2 separate regions of the Zea mays genome follow, and region 1 is linked to region 2. A link is a contact called in public Hi-C data. All regions are on one chromosome and are shown on one strand. The core of a region is the stretch at or near the end of the contact, and the rest is flanking DNA. Distances in the headings are between cores, read along the strand shown. Region 1 holds the start of LOC103640923 (receptor protein-tyrosine kinase CEPR1). Region 2 holds the start of LOC100283949.

Evidence for each region. Hi-C and Micro-C count contacts between places; a contact is called where the count stands out from the background.
Region 1: a Hi-C map of tassel shows a contact between it and region 2, with 2.7 times the contacts expected there. The contact joins the promoter of LOC103640923 here to the promoter of LOC100283949 in region 2. A contact is called at or near these places in 2 of 25 Hi-C or Micro-C datasets (ear and tassel).

The regions. Positions count from the first base shown.
Region 1 is chr1:184,067,629-184,071,792 of Zm-B73-REFERENCE-NAM-5.0, reverse strand. LOC103640923 (receptor protein-tyrosine kinase CEPR1) reads left to right here and starts at 1,579. Exons shown (of 2, transcript XM_008664372.4): 1 at 1,579-4,164. The coding sequence starts at 1,828.
Region 2 is chr1:183,728,308-183,732,762 of Zm-B73-REFERENCE-NAM-5.0, reverse strand. LOC100283949 reads left to right here and starts at 1,731. Exons shown (of 4, transcript NM_001156847.2): 1 at 1,731-1,991; 2 at 2,199-2,291; 3 at 2,384-2,587; 4 at 3,114-3,369. The coding sequence starts at 1,814. The coding sequence ends at 3,202. LOC100384266 (Core-2/I-branching beta-16-N-acetylglucosaminyltransferase family protein) reads left to right here. Exons shown (of 3, transcript NM_001176831.1): 3 at 1-227. The coding sequence ends at 123.

The DNA.
Region 1 (4,164 bases), core at 330-2,829, 340 kb before region 2:
GTTATCCGCCATGGATTCCTCCACGGGGACCCACCACCACCTCCACTGAAATTATATTCTATACGTTCTAAAATATTAGTCGTTTTTAACTCTCGATTTCTATATCAATAATCGAATGGATGACGATAAATATAAACACACATATATAAACAAATATATTAATTATTGTATGAATCGACTAAAGAGGTAAAATATATTTTATTTTGGAACGGAGCGAGCGGGTATTGTTCTTAAATATTCATTCCTTTTTTTTATTGAGGAACTCATAAATAAAAAAGAAACTGAAATTTGTGACTTCTCCTATGTTCATGCTGTTCTTTCGAGGACATTTTTTTTGGTCAGTACAATAAGGATGGAGGTTTTTATTCGGTGCTATCCAAAACGGCGCTGGTGGAAATTGAAGTGGAAAACATCGGAGCACACGCGTGCATTCCACTCCCGTGGCATTTCTTTCTTTCTTTCTTCTTTTTTTTTTTAAAAGAAAGGCCTACGGTTGCATTAGCCTACGGTTGCATTAGCTAGCGCTAGTAATGGGGAGCTGCCTAAAATTCCATTTGAAAGTTCTTAGTTATCCCAGGTCGGGACTGAATAATGTTGACTGACGGGGTCTTCAGCCAAACCCAAGCTCACTGTTTGCATAGCAATTATCAGCAGGCGTGGCATTTTGCTCCATTAATTAAGAGAATATAATACAGCAAACTAAAGTACTGGTTCAGGTACTAGACTGCTAAGCACCGAGCTGGCTGAACAGGGGAAAAAAGATGCAGATTGGCGTATGCACACACACATTGCGAACAAGCTACTGGCAGGTAAAGCATGGCATCATTGAGGCCACTACTGAAGAAGTATCTGCAGCTGATCGAGCAGCGCTCACTCACTCGCTGTGTGTGTGTGTGTGTTTTTTAATTATTATTTGCTGCTCTGACTCGCTGCTTTTTAGGAGAGGGAAGAGGCTTTCAGGTTTCAGCTTGCTGCTGACCCTCCTAAAGTGTGAGCAATTATTGGTTGGGATTGGCGTCCACTAGAGGCAGGCTTTGTCCTTGTTCCCCATGAAGATCGCAGGATTAGCAGTTGCACACTTGCACTGTTTGCTGCTGCTGCTGCTTCTGCTTGCAAGCTGATCTGCAGTTCTGCTGCACTGTCCTTTATGCCTTCACTAGCTAGCGTCTTCAGTTCACAATTCACAGCAGGGGCTGTGACTTCACGACTGACCGACTCGTTGTGTGACAGTGTGAGTGATCATATACTGACTACTAGTGATATCAGGTTTCAGCAGACAACAAATACTGACTGACGGCCGGCCATGTATTGAATCAATACTGTGCTGCTGGATGCAATAGTAGATACCGATATACTTGCATGATGGTGTTTGTACTCTTCTCATTGACCACTGACTGTTTCATGTATATGTGAAAAGAAAAGCATGGTTTACTTCTAGTGTAGTGCACTGTGCTGAAGTTACCTGTACCAATCAGTTTAGTTTTGATTGGCAAATGACTGAATGAGCACTGAGCAGCAGCTGGGGGCAGGAGGGCATATATCCCCAACGGCAAAAGCCATGCATCTCTCCTTTATTTCGTCGCCATTCACCAGTTCGGCAACAGATTCCCACTCCACTCATATACTCTCTCTCCCTTCCTGATAGCTCCTCCTCACCATTTTCCATAACACCCCATTCCGTTTCGCGCTTGCAACAAAGGTTCCTTTCAACAACAAAGCTAGCTTTGCAGGCACAAGAAAGAAAAGGCTTGCTCATACAATACAGTTCTTCTTCTTCTTCTTCCTCCTCTTCTGAGTTTGGGTCAGCTGTTGGGTGGGTACGGTGCTATGGTGTCCACTCTTTGCTCACCTCCACCCTTGCCCTGCTTCCTTCTCTTCGCCATCGTCCTCTCCTTCGCGTCCGGCGATGATGGCGGTCGCGCGGCGGCACTGGAGCTGGACACGCAGGCTGCCTACCTCGCCAAGATGAAGGAAGAGTTCCCGGGGCCGGGCATGTCGAGGTGGTGGGACTTCACGTCGCCGGCGCCGGACTACTGCAGCTTCCGCGGCGTCGCCTGCGACCCGTCGGGCAACGTCACGGGCATCGACGTCACGTCGTGGCGCCTCGTCGGCCGGCTCCCGCCGGGCGTCTGCGCGGCGCTCCCCGCGCTCCGGGAGCTCCGGATGGCGTGCAACGACGTCCGCGGCGGGTTCCCGCTGGGCGTGCTCAACTGCACCTCCCTGGAGGTGCTCAACCTCAGCTTCTCCGGCGTGTCTGGCGCCGTGCCCCGCGACCTGTCCCCGCTGCGCGCGCTGCGGGTGCTCGACCTGTCCAACAACCTCTTCACCGGCGCGTTCCCGACGTCCGTCGCCAACGTCACCAGCCTGGAGGTGGTGAACCTCAACGAGAACCCCGGGTTCGACGTGTGGCGGCCGGCCGAGTCGCTGTTCCTGCCGCTGCGGCGCGTCCGCGTGCTCATCCTCTCCACCACCTCCATGCGCGGCGGCGTCCCCGCGTGGTTCGGCAACATGACGTCGCTCACCGACCTGGAGCTCAGCGGCAACTTCCTCACCGGCCGCATCCCGGAGTCGCTGGCGCGCCTCACGAACCTGCGGTTCCTGGAGCTCTACTACAACGAGCTGGAGGGCGGCATCCCCGCCGAGCTCGCCAATCTCACGCAGCTCACTGACATCGACCTGTCCGAGAACCGCCTCACGGGGCCCATCCCGGAGTCGCTGTGCGCGCTGCGCGGCTTGCGCGTGCTCCAGCTCTACACCAACCGCCTCACGGGCCCCATCCCGGCCGTGCTCGGCAACTCCACGCAGCTGCGCATCCTCTCCCTGTACCGCAACCAGCTCACCGGCGGGATCCCCGCCGACCTCGGCCGCTACTCGGACCTCAACGTCATCGAGGTGTCGGAGAACCAGCTGACGGGGCCGCTGCCGCCGTACGCCTGCGCCAACGGCCACCTCCAGTACATCCTGGTGCTCAGCAACCTGCTGACCGGGCCCATCCCGCCGGCGTACGCCGAGTGCACGCCGCTGCTCCGGTTCCGGGTGAGCAACAACCACCTGGAGGGCGACGTGCCGCCGGGCATCTTCGGCCTCCCGCACGCCTCCATCCTCGACCTCAGCTACAACCACTTCACCGGCGCCGTGGCGGCCACGGTAGCGGGCGCCGCGAACCTGACGTCGCTGTTCGCGTCCAACAACCGGATGTCCGGCGAGCTGCCGCCGGAGATCGCCGGCGCGTGGGGGCTGGTGAAGGTCGACCTGAGCAACAACCTCATCGCCGGGCCCATCCCGGAGTCCGTGGGCCTGCTGTCGAGGCTCAACCAGCTGTCCCTGCAGGGGAACCTGCTGAACGGGTCCATCCCGGAGACGCTCGCGGGGCTCAGGACGCTGAACGTGCTCAACCTGTCGGACAACGCGCTGTCCGGCGAGATCCCGGAGTCGCTGTGCAAGCTGCTTCCAAACTCGCTGGACTTCTCCAGCAACAACCTGTCGGGCCCTGTGCCGCTGCAGCTCATCAAGGAGGGCCTGCTGGAGAGCGTGGCGGGGAACCCGGGGCTGTGCGTGGCGTTCCGGCTGAACCTGACGGACCCGGCGCTGCCGCTGTGCCCGCGGCCGAGCCTGCGGCGCGGGCTGGCCGGAGACGTGTGGGTGGTGGGCGTGTGCGCGCTGGCGTGCGCCGTGGCGACGCTGGCGCTGGCGCGGCGGTGGGTGCTGCGGGCGCGGCGGTACGCGGGGCAGGACAAGGGGCTGGCGTCGTCGTCTCCGGCGTCGAGCGAGTCGTACGACGTGACGAGCTTCCATAAGCTGAGCTTCGACCAGCACGAGATCCTGGAGGCGCTGATCGACAAGAACATCGTGGGGCACGGCGGCTCCGGGACCGTGTACAAGATCGAGCTCAGCGGCGGCGAGCTGGTGGCGGTGAAGAAGCTGTGGGTGTCGTCGAAGCGGCGGCTGCGTGGGCCGAGCAGCAAGCAGGTGGACTGGGCGGCGGTGACCAGCACCACCACCAACAGCGGAGACAGCGACGGCGGATGGCTGGGCGACCGCGAGCTCCGCACGGAGGTGGAGACGCTGGGCAGCATCCGGCACAAGAACATCGTGAAGCTCTACTGCTGCTACTCGGGCGCCGACTGCAACCTGCTGGTGTACGAGTACATGCCGAACGGCAAC
Region 2 (4,455 bases), core at 482-2,981:
CAGGGCAACTGCACCTACAACGGCCAGCCGGCGCAGGTGTGCTTTTTGTTCGCAAGGAAGCTGGCGCCCGGCACGCTGCAGCCGCTGCTCAGGCTCGCCCCGAAGCTGCTCGGATACGGCTGACTGTCACTGTCACTCTGACTGCTCACCTCTGAATCTGAATCTGAATCTTCTCCAACGTGACACAAAGACACCTCTGAATCTGATTTAACGCACAACTGTGTTACAATCTACTACTAGTATGACTAAACACATTTAGTATGACTAAAGGCATGCCATTACAGTTGATTGCTATGAATATGTACTCTAGACTCGATGATCGTCATCCATCATCGAGCAGTGTAGCTCCATCACGTACACAATTATACACAAACTTGCTCCAAAGCGATCGAGTTCTGGGAGCCCTGAGGCACCGTAGACACGACATCCACGTTTCTTCTTCTGCGTTCAAAAATAAACTAGCCGTACGACAAATATTCGAGTTAAAAAAATCCTAGACAACACCAAACAGCACAACCAATTTCAAAGCAGCAACACTAATCAGAATTGCTGCCACCGCTAATCAGTATAGACGATACGATCCTGAATAATCGATGTTACAACCTTAATCAACACTAGTAGTGAATAGTTTTTTTTTCCCCTTTAGTCTCAGTTAGAGTTGGACTCACGACAAATAAAAAAACATTAATCTTGATTGGAGCCACCAAACGAGATAATGATACCGCTTAAACAAAAGCCAAAACACACCTACATTTCATATATCAAAATTTATATATACAACCCGTCAAAATTCACATCCCTAAATGATATCATAGGATTTAATATATTAAATTATATATATGTATATATTTTATTAGAATTCATATTCACAATAATCTATAAAAAAAATCTAACGACTAGTATTAGTTTCCAGGAACTGTAGTGCCCGATTAGCCGGCGTTCATCAAGTTTTATAAATCGGTCGGGAACCGTGGGGTTTAGGCCGATTTCTCGTTCCTGGTCTTTAAAATTTTGCTTTAAGATTCTAAACATTAAAAAAAACAGAGGAAAAATTATGATGAAAACTACATGTGTTTTGAGCAACATGGTATATCTTATACTTATTTTTATTTAAAAAATCATATTTTTTTTGTAACAAACAATAAATTTTCCCAAAGAAAATTGGAATTCAGGATTTTTTTAAAAGTAAAAACCTGTACACCGATTTTTTGAGAAATACCGAAAACCAGACAGAAACACGGTTTTTCGTCGGGATTCATGAAAATTTTTTTTGTTTTGAATTTGCAAACAGATCTAAAATTCAAAAATCGTCGAAAACCGTCCGAAAGAAGTGATTATGGGTATGTTTATTTCATTATTTTCTGGCGAGGTTTGCTAAGAATTTGGTTGGGGAAGAATATCACGTGATTATGTACATAGAAAGATGAAGGATGTCTATAGAGGTTAAGATCTAGACTCCTACTATCGTGACAACTCTGTGATTATATGTTTAGGTTGAATTTTGACGATTTTCATTAAAATAATTCTTATGATGAATTTAGACGATTTTTTATTAAAATGATTCTTATAAAAACGATCTGAAAACTAACGTTTGGTGGTTGTCAGCAACTTGAAGCGACACAAGGGGGGGGGGGGGGGGAGACAAGAAGCCTGAAATAAGTTGAAACAACCAGCAAAAGCAAAAGTGGGGGAGAAAATGACAGAAAGGCCGGAGCGACACAAAGAAAGAGGCCCAATACCATACAGTCCACAAGTCGCGCGCGGGCCGCGGGGTAGAACGCAAGCGGAGGCGTCCCTGGCAACAAAGGCAGCAATGGCGACGGGGTGGCTCGCAGGGTCTCTCCCCCTCCGCTCCGCATCCACAGCCCCGTCGGCGGCCAGGGCACAGCCTCTCCCCTCCGCCGCCGCGCCACGCCGCATCCCAGCGCGACTTTCGGTTGCCACGGGCGGGGGCGAGCAGCAGCTCGTCACCGCGCAGGAACCGGCGCACGGTGAGTCGTGACTGCCTCTTGCTGCTGCCTGGCTGCTATATAAAATGTCAAATCCAATCCGACCCACTGTAGTTAGCTTCGCACTATGTCCACGAACTATCCTACCACTGGATCCAGAACCGGACATTAGGTTTCCCGTGGCTGCTCATCTTTAATTTCCCAGTACGAGTTGTTAACAGATTTGCCGTCTGCTCTTTGGTGGGGCAGCAGAACCTGATTATGGAGTTGTAAGCATTCACCATGTCGGGATCCTGTGCGAGAATCTTGAGAGGTCACTGGCGTTCTACAAGGACCTACTGGGTGAGCTGGCTATTCACCTCGTGTTTCTGCTCTTCTCTGCGGCGTGTTCGCCTGGAAAGCAAATGAGCTGACGGAATCAATTGCTCAACCAGGTCTGAGGGTGAATCCAGCTCGGCCAAACGACAAGCTCCCGTACAGGGGCGCTTGGCTCTGGGTGGGTTCTGAGATGATCCACCTGATGGAGCTGCCGAATCCTGATCCGTTGACCGGACGCCCCGAGCACGGCGGACGTGATCGGCATACCTGTATAGCGATTAGAGATGTTCTGAAGCTGAAAGAAGTTTTTGATGAAGCTGGTACGCCCGGATCTTCACTTCCTCCTTTGTTTTGCCCTAATTATATGCTGCTATGTGACATGATCTTTGTTGTGTTGATCATCTCGCTCAATCCTAGAAAAGCTATTTGTAACGTCAGTGAAGTCATAAACTCTTTCAACTTAGAGTGTTTTTGTTTTTCTACTAGATTATATAAGTTGGATTATGGTGAAATAGGAGGGTAAAATATCAATTTGTGACTACGAATAAGCTGAAAGAAGCGAGCATTGTGTAATTTATTTTAGCTTATTTGTAATTTCAAAGTGATATTTTATCTTTTTACTCTTCCACCATAATCCAATTTATATAATATACGATAAAAATAAATAAGGCCTCCCTTAATAAGCCTTTACCATGACATGATTCGGTATTGTGGTCTGTTTTTCATCAGGCCAGATTATCATTGAAGAGTAAAGACTGACTGTAAACCAGCATAACTTTCTTTTACCAACCGTATGAAGATATGGTTTGCTCTATCTCGATACTAATGAAATAGTGGTAAATGCAGGAATCAGCTACACGCTAAGCAAATCTGGGAGGCCAGCGATCTTTGCAAGAGACCCAGACGGGAACGCGTTGGAGTTCACCCAAGTGTAGCAACTGGAAAACTCCTTCCATGCTAGAGCATCTCATGGATACCAAGAGGTCATAGACTTTGCTGCTTGTATTTCTTGTAGCTGCTACAAATAAAGACCTGGCAGATAAATACCGCTTGTACATATATTACATGTCGATCAAGGATTTGAGCAAGTAAAAATAAAGGCAGATAAACGGTGTGTTTGGTTTATGGAGTCACTCTATGCTTCATGAGGTGATTCATCATAAGTTCATTCCATCAATTTTGGTGGAATCAACCCACTCCTCATGTATATACTAATTATTAGCTTATAAGGAATTGGGTGGTGATGGATCAACCCATTTTATTCCACAAACCAAATAAAAAAGTGAGGAGTGAGAAGAACATGGATCACTTCATTCCTCGAACCAAACACACTCAAATTGAACTTGAGAATTTCTCTCTCTTGACGGAGGAAAACATCAAAGTGAAGCAGCGGAAGCGTGTGTGGGTCCTAACCCACAGGTCCAAGGGATTCTCAAGAATTATATCAATCGACCTCGAGCATCTGAAGGTCAAAGCAACTGATCCGCAAGTTAAAGTTTCCAGAGTCAAAGTTGAGTCAGGAGAAGCTATGAAAGACCAATGAACCAATCTCATTTTCTTGCTAGCCTCTTCTTGAATCTTGTCGGCGTTTCGAGACCGGGGGGGATCCCTGGACCGACGAGTGAAATGTCGCCGCGTGCCCCAGCCCAGATGGGTCGGCGCGAGACGGAGCGCGAAGGGGGAGGAGACGGGCGTGAGAGGTGGAAATCCTGCGGCCTTCGTGTTTGTCCCGCGCCCAGGTCGGGTGCGCTTGCAGTAGGGGGTTACAAGCGTCCACGCGGGAGGGAGCGAGCGGCCTCACGCGAGCGCCTGTCCCGTCCTCTTCCCCACGTGGCCAACCTTCTGTAAGAGGGCCCTGGTCCTTCCTTTTATAGGCGTAAGGAGAGGATCCAGGTGTACAATGGGGGGTGTAGCAGAGTGCTAATGTGTCTAGCGGAGGAGAGCTAGCGCCCTAAGTACATGCCATCGTGGCAGCCGAAGAGGTTTTGGCACCCGGTTCGTGTGGTGTCGTGGCCGTCGGAGGAGCGCTGGAGCCTGGCGGAAGGACAGCTGTCGGAGCTGTCGAGTCCTTGCTGACGTCCTCTTGCTTCCGTAAGGGGGCTGAGAGCCGCCGTCGTCATAGAGCGTGCGGGGCGCCATCATTGCATGTCTGGCGGAGCGAGCCAGATGGGACACCGGTCTTGTTTCC